2 separate regions of the Mus musculus genome follow, and region 1 is linked to region 2. Evidence: chromatin contacts called from public HiChIP or PLAC-seq data. All regions are on one chromosome and are shown on one strand. The core of a region is the stretch at or near the end of the contact, and the rest is flanking DNA. Distances in the headings are between cores, read along the strand shown. Region 1 overlaps Efcab11 (EF-hand calcium binding domain 11). Region 2 overlaps Foxn3 (forkhead box N3).

Region 1 (3,225 bases), core at 499-2,998, 540 kb after region 2:
CTTGTGGCTTCACTTAGGATTTGTACCTCAAGGACTCTCAACTCTATAGCTCCCATACAGGTGTCCCTGCTTAACTTTAGAACCATACATGCAAATGGTGAGTGGGCAGCCTATAGGAAGAGATATAGTGGAGTTCCTCCTCCTGTTTTCTAAGCCTGCACCTTCTGGGCTCTGTCAGTGGCCATAACATCAATGCTGGTGCCAAACCTGGAATCCAGGTTCAACCCTGGTGCCCCTCCTTCCCTCTTTAATCACACTCAATCTAATGAGTCTATCCATCTCTCTACATCGATATATTTTGAATCAACCCACACTTTTCTAATTCTTTAGCCACACCCTAGTCTAGGTTCTTGTCTCTGTATCAGTTTGTTGCAATGAATTCTAACGTGTCTCCCATTCTTGGCGACCAGAGAGATGTGTCTAATATGTAAGTGAATGGCTGTCTCTTGCCTGAATATCCCTTGTTCTCCAAAAGAAGGGTTTAACTCCTGACCTCACCAGGTTCTTTGTGATGCTGCGGTCATCTCGTCAAGCTTCATGTCACCATTCCTACTTCACCCTGTTCTCCTGCTCTATCTACCCCTTCTCTTACTCCTGCAATGTGTTTGGAGAAGATGGCGCACATGGACACTTGGCACATACTTTTTCCTTATAGCCAGAGCAACAACTCTATTTTCTGCCTGCATAAACTCTTACTCATTCTTCAAGAATTGGCAGGGCCACCAGTTGTGTTTAGAACCCCACCCCCCCTCCAGTGGGCCAGGTGCCCTACAAGCACTGTCCCAGTAGTTCTCACATCTGAAGAAACTGTTTCATTTTTAAAAAGACTTTGTTTTATCTTACTTGTGTACTTGCTGCAAGTGTACTGGTGCCCCTGGAGGCCAGAAAAGGGTGTCGGATCCCTTGGACTTGAGTTAGAGAGCTTTGTGAGCTGCCTAGCAGGAGTGCTGGGCACTGATCTCAGGTTCTCTGAAAGGGCAGTGAGCGCTGGGAGCTACTGAGCCTTTTCTCCTGTCCCTGCTTAAATTTAAGAAACCACTGGTTCCATGGGCAAGGGCCACAACTGATCAATACCCCATGCTACTGCTACGCACTGGCTAGGCATGCTGGGAACTCTGGAGAGCAGTGGTTCTCTAACTGTGCTTTCAGGATTTCTTTATGCTCTCAAATCCTTAGAACCTAATAAGTGTCTGGTGGTGAATACCCTACCTATTAATACCATGCTAGGAATGATCACTAAAACTAAGAAAACGATTAAAAATTAATTCATTTAAAAATAACAACAGTAAATCCACTACATTTTTATGAAAACAAATTTTAGCAATGAAACAATAGTGAAAAACCTACCATGATTTTATATTTTTGCAAGTCTCTGAAATATATTGCCTACTAAGTTATAGTTTGGCTTGCATGGCTCCCTTAGAATTCCCTTTGAGGAGATATGGTTTGGGACCTAAAGAAAAGTTGGGCTTCCTGCTGTTAAGGAGGTGCAAAAGCAAGAGCCACTGCAATAGCTATGTCATCTGATCAAAGACATTCCCTCTAAAGTCACTCTACACTAGGGCAAACAAGGTGGCTAGGTGGGCACAGTGCTTGCCATGAAAGCGTAAGAGCCTGACTTCAAGACCCCTAGCACCCAAGTAAATAGCAGTGCTGCGGTTTTATTGTATTTGATGTTGATTCTGTTCTCCTGTGAGGGGCTGCGAACAAGGAGTGAGTCAGCACTCAGGTGATTTCCGGAAAACCTGCTTCCCACCTTAATTTGTAAAATAAAGGAGAGCTGATGATTGGGCAGAAAAAGGGAAGGTGGAGTGAAAAGTTGAGAGAGAAGAAGGAAAAACTGGAAGAGGGAGAGGACACAGAGGAGGAGGAAGAAGAGGAGAAGCGGAGCAGAAGCACACGGCCTAGAGAAACTGCAAGTTCTAAGGGGTCTCATAGATGGAGAAGATGGTAGTGTTGCGGAAGATCTGCTCAATCTAGGCGCACAGCATGTATTCATATTAACTGAGTCGTGTTTTCATTGCCAGGGCATAGTTGGGTTGGAGATTTACCGCAACATAGCTGAGCATGGCCAAGCACACCGGTCACGCCAGTGGTGGAGGGAGGGTGTGGAGACACTGGGGTTATCCCCCTGTTCACTGAAAGAATGCTGTCTCAAAGGAATAAGGTAGACCGTGATGCAGGAGTATACCCAGCATCCTTCTCTTGTGTCTACACATGTGTACACTGACATATGCATTCCCATGTGCTTGCATACATACTCCATACACACACAACCACACAGACACAAATATGCATGGATGAATGCATGTGCACACATACACACGTAGAGCTTTCTAGTACTCTGTAGCTCAATAAGTGGTTATTTCTTAAAAAGCCAGGCAAGAGCCGGGTGTGGTGGCACACACCTTTAATCCCAGGACTTGGGAGGCAGAGGCAGGCGGATTTCTGAGTTTGAGGCCAGCCTGGTCTACAGAGTGAGTTCCAGGACAGCCACGGCTACACAGAGAAACCCTGCCTCAAAAAACCAAAAAAAAAAAAAAAAAAAAAAAAAAGTCAGACAAAATGTAGAATTTGGATCAGTATCAACTAAGCATGCATGTTTTAATGCAGTAAAACACGGGTGTGTCCAGGGCTCTCAATGATTCCTTCACCTCAGCGTGCTACGTTGGTCCTCAAAAAAAATTATTAATTCACTGACATATAGCTCTTGGAAATGTTAACATATTCCATTATACAATATAAAAATTATATCTGTTAATAGCAGCACTGAACTCATCACAGAAGTCTATTGAGAAACTGTCAAACTCTCAAGGGTATGCGCAAAGTTCCCAGATTCTCATTTTCACTGGAAGGTTCAAATTCCATCATTGGCAACAAACACCTCCAGTTGTTTTTGTTGAGATGACAGGTTCGCTTCAATCATTTTTGAGAAAATGCCGACCAAATACCATAGTCAGAATAACAGTAGTTTGTCTGTCAGTCACTCTTTCAAATAAAAACAATGCTCCATTAATACAGTGGCCAGGTTCAGCTCTCACACAACCCACTGTGCACGTGATCAGTTTTGTATGTGATGGAAACGACCTGTGGGCATTTCTCAGAATTTTGGAGATACAAGGCAGTGAGGACTGAGAAAAAAAATAGATAATCTGTGTTGCTTCATCAGCATATTTTTTTTAAATGCAACATACTGCCAGCCAGGTGGTGGGAAACATGATGACC
Region 2 (3,333 bases), core at 231-2,730:
GGAAGTACAAACAGGGAGGATACAGCCTCTACCCAGTGACCTCACAGAGATGGGCAGCCAATGCCCCAGAAACTTCTAAGGTCGGGCATCTACACTTATTCCCTGGGGAGTGAACTTGGGATCTGTTTGGGGTTTCCTAATTATCCCTTTCCACTGAGAAATATTTTACTTTAAATAGACACACAGTAAGCTGGAGCCTCAACACCGTCTTCTTTCAGGACATGTGGGAAAGGCCAAAGCAACCATTCAAATTAATATACCAGTAATTACTGTGTATCTACAGTCTAATTACCCATGAAATGACCAAGTTGAAAAGATCAATTTCTGATCAGTTTTTCACTTGGGCATTTTATAAAAAGTAGCTATGGAGGCTCTAGGTCACTGAAAAATGCCAATTTATTATTAGTTTATTATACCTTATACCCCTATGTGGCCATAGATCAAAACTTATCTCCAATCATGCCACTAAACAAACCATTCCACAGGAAATCAAACTTGTCTGGGTTTTCAGACAGACAGACAGACAGACAGGTCTCAGCATTGGGCAGGGAAACACAGACTTCAGAAGTTATCCTCTGAAACCATCTTATTGATGAAAAAGAAGAGATAGGCCCAGGTAAAGCAAGAGTGAGCCCTGGGTGAGTTGGTTGGCAGTCTCTAACAGTAGACAGGCCCCACTGGAACCTCTCCATCCCAGCCATGCCTAGAGAAAGAAGACAGGAGCTCTGTCGCTTTAACAAAACACAGGGCCCCAACTGGAATCTTCCCAGGGATATCTAAAACACAAAACACATTGGATTCTCTGTGTATCCCATGCGTGCAAACAAGAAGGCAGGACATCTAAAAGATCATCCCAGAGTTTTAGCTCATAAATCCAACGCGGTTTTTCAGCCATGTGACTACCAACTCACTTTGCAGCAAAGGTCAGTCAGTTCCTCTCTGGTTTTCAGGAGCCTGCAGACCTCCCAGCCCTTTCTTTTTAGGAGTATCTGCGCCTTTGCCTATTACTAGTAGCCCCTTACACAATCCAGACAGAGTCAACACGGGGGGGGGGGGGGAGAGGAGAGAGAGAGAGAGAGAGAGAAAATGAGAATGAATATCTCACTAGCCTTTGTGGGGCTGAATGAGATGGGAAATTCCCAAGTTCCCTAAGGACAGAGGCAGAGGGCTTCACAGACAAGTCCTGTCCACATCCAAACCCAGGCCAGGGGCGATTCCCACTTGGAGGCATGAACTTCGAAGAAATACAGTTTTTACCCATACACTTCTCTGTGACTGGAGCTGCCTGAGAGTGAAAGGTGGGTTTCTGTATTTGTAAAAGCTTTATTCAGTAAGGAGAAATAAAGCCATTCCTCAGAGGTGTCCCAAGCTAAGAGTTTAAGAAGAGGAATAATTACCTCACTGCTTCTGTAGGCGTGTCGCTGGAGAGATACACTACCCCAGTACTGTGTTCTATTGGTTCAGTAAGAGAAAGCAAAGGGACTGGGTGTGAATGCACACCAAAGGCATTTAATTGAGACCGGAACATTTGCATCTCAAAGCTCACTCTCTATGTGGCCACCAATACAAACTGCATATATCAAGTGTCGGGGTACAATGATCCAGACGGGTAAGGAAGAACCTATAGAGGGGCACATTCTCAAAGTTACAGTAATTATTGAAAAAATTTCATGTTATTTACTGGCCAAGAAATCTAACGCCACACACAGCAAGGATTCTATGACCACGTGCTGGCTTGCTAGGGTCTCGGGACTCTGGCTCCACACACCACCCAGCTGACCGCCACTCTCACAACCAACCTCACAGCCTATTAAAAGGAAGGCTTTGTCCCCGGGGCTTTGCTCACTGCTCTGTAAAGGAGCATCGGCCATATCGATCCCAAGTGTCACCGTGATAGACAAGTCACAGATTAAACACCACCCTTCCTCATTTCAATTAAAAAGAGTTCGGAACTGAACTTCGTATCCCATTTGTTTACTGAGTGGTACTTGATGAAAGAAAAGGTTAGAAACAGGACACTGGGCCAGGGAGATGGCTCGACAGGTAAAGAAAGCACTTGCTGTCCAAGCCCTGATCACCCGGGTTTGCATCCCGGGAGTGCACGCAGACGGCCATCTGCTGCAGGGCACTTCTGTAAACTGTGCGCTCCCATGGAGATATGGGAGGTAGAGGCAGGATAACTAGCCTGGGTCAGCCTTCCTGGCTTATGTGGCATAAACAGGAGAAACCCAGCCTCAACTGCAGCATTGTCCTCTGACAACTGCACCATGCCATGCACACATGGACTCATGTGCACAGTAAATAGGTGATAACAGCAACAGCAAGAGCTGTACTTAGCGGTCAAAATGGATTATGTTTTAAAAGTAAAACAGGATATGCCTTTAGTCCCTGCACTCAAAAGGCAGGAGGCAGGAGGCAAGGGGGCAGGGGGCAGAGGGCAGAGGGCAGGGGTCAGGAGGCAGGTAGATCTCTGAGCTAGAGGCCAGCCTGGTCTATCTAGAGATTTCTAGGACAGCCATAACTACACAGAGAAACCCTGTCTCAAACAAAACAAAAAACAAAAACCCCACAAATATAAATAAAAATTAAACACACACACACACACACACACACACACCATAAACATAAGCTGAGTGTGGCAGTACTCTTGTGACACCCCAGCACTCTGGTTTAGGGGCTCAGGGCATCCTTGGCTAAATAGGGAGCTGTGTGCCAGCGTGGGCTACACAAGAACCCGTCACACACAGACAACCGAATCCGAGGAACTTGGAGAATTGGCTCAAGTTCAGGGGCAGCCCGGGTTAGTCCTACTCAGCAAGATTTAGAAGTAAAAAGGGGACGGGAGGGGGTGATTTTTAATTTTATTCTCCAAAGAAACTGTCCATTTGGGGCTGCAGAACACAATAGCTTTTTTTTTTTTTTTTTTTTTTTTTTGCATTTCTCCACAATGTCTAGCTGCCTATTTTCTCTAAGCACTTTGCAAAAACAAACAAAAAGGATAGCTAATGAATCCAATGTGGATTTCATTACTGATTCCATTTCTCACTCACACACACACACACACACTCACACTTGGGGTGGGGAAGATGGCTTGGCTGGCTTGGCTGGTTTGCCTTGATCCTGGTGACTGACTGGAGTTGGATCTCTAGGACTCACCTACTGGGGGAGAAGTAACTCCAAGTTTCTTCTGACCTCCACTTGGGCCTTGTACACACAGGTAAAGAAATTCTTTTTAAGATGTTAATTTATTTGATTCGTTTTAAAAATAGCAATACTTTCTATTATATAGTGTCTCATAAAACCAACGGACACCACTGTACATCAAACATTGTA

Evidence for each region. HiChIP or PLAC-seq counts read pairs in DNA pulled down with a chosen protein or histone mark.
Region 1: a contact with region 2 is called in an H3K27ac HiChIP or PLAC-seq map of embryonic stem cells, with 2.9 times the contacts expected there. The contact joins two enhancer-like sites. A contact is called at or near these places in 1 of 484 Hi-C or Micro-C datasets (bone marrow-derived macrophages) and 2 of 115 datasets of contacts at active chromatin or transcription factors (both in embryonic stem cells).

The regions. Positions count from the first base shown.
Region 1 is chr12:99,764,448-99,767,672 of GRCm38.p6, forward strand. The region is part of intron 5 of Efcab11 (EF-hand calcium binding domain 11); the gene reads right to left. Among named protein-coding and RNA genes, the nearest start is that of Efcab11, 120 kb to the right of the region's middle. Within about 2 kb of position 1,749, at least 6 of the 459 cell types and tissues checked have an H3K27ac peak or open chromatin away from gene starts, as enhancers often do. A contact at or near this core is called in embryonic stem cells, where this site is marked.
Region 2 is chr12:99,228,736-99,232,068 of GRCm38.p6, forward strand. All of the region lies in intron 4 of Foxn3 (forkhead box N3), which reads right to left. Among named protein-coding and RNA genes, the nearest start is that of 4930474N09Rik, 68 kb to the left of the region's middle. Within about 2 kb of position 1,481, at least 23 of the 459 cell types and tissues checked have an H3K27ac peak or open chromatin away from gene starts, as enhancers often do. A contact at or near this core is called in embryonic stem cells, where this site is marked.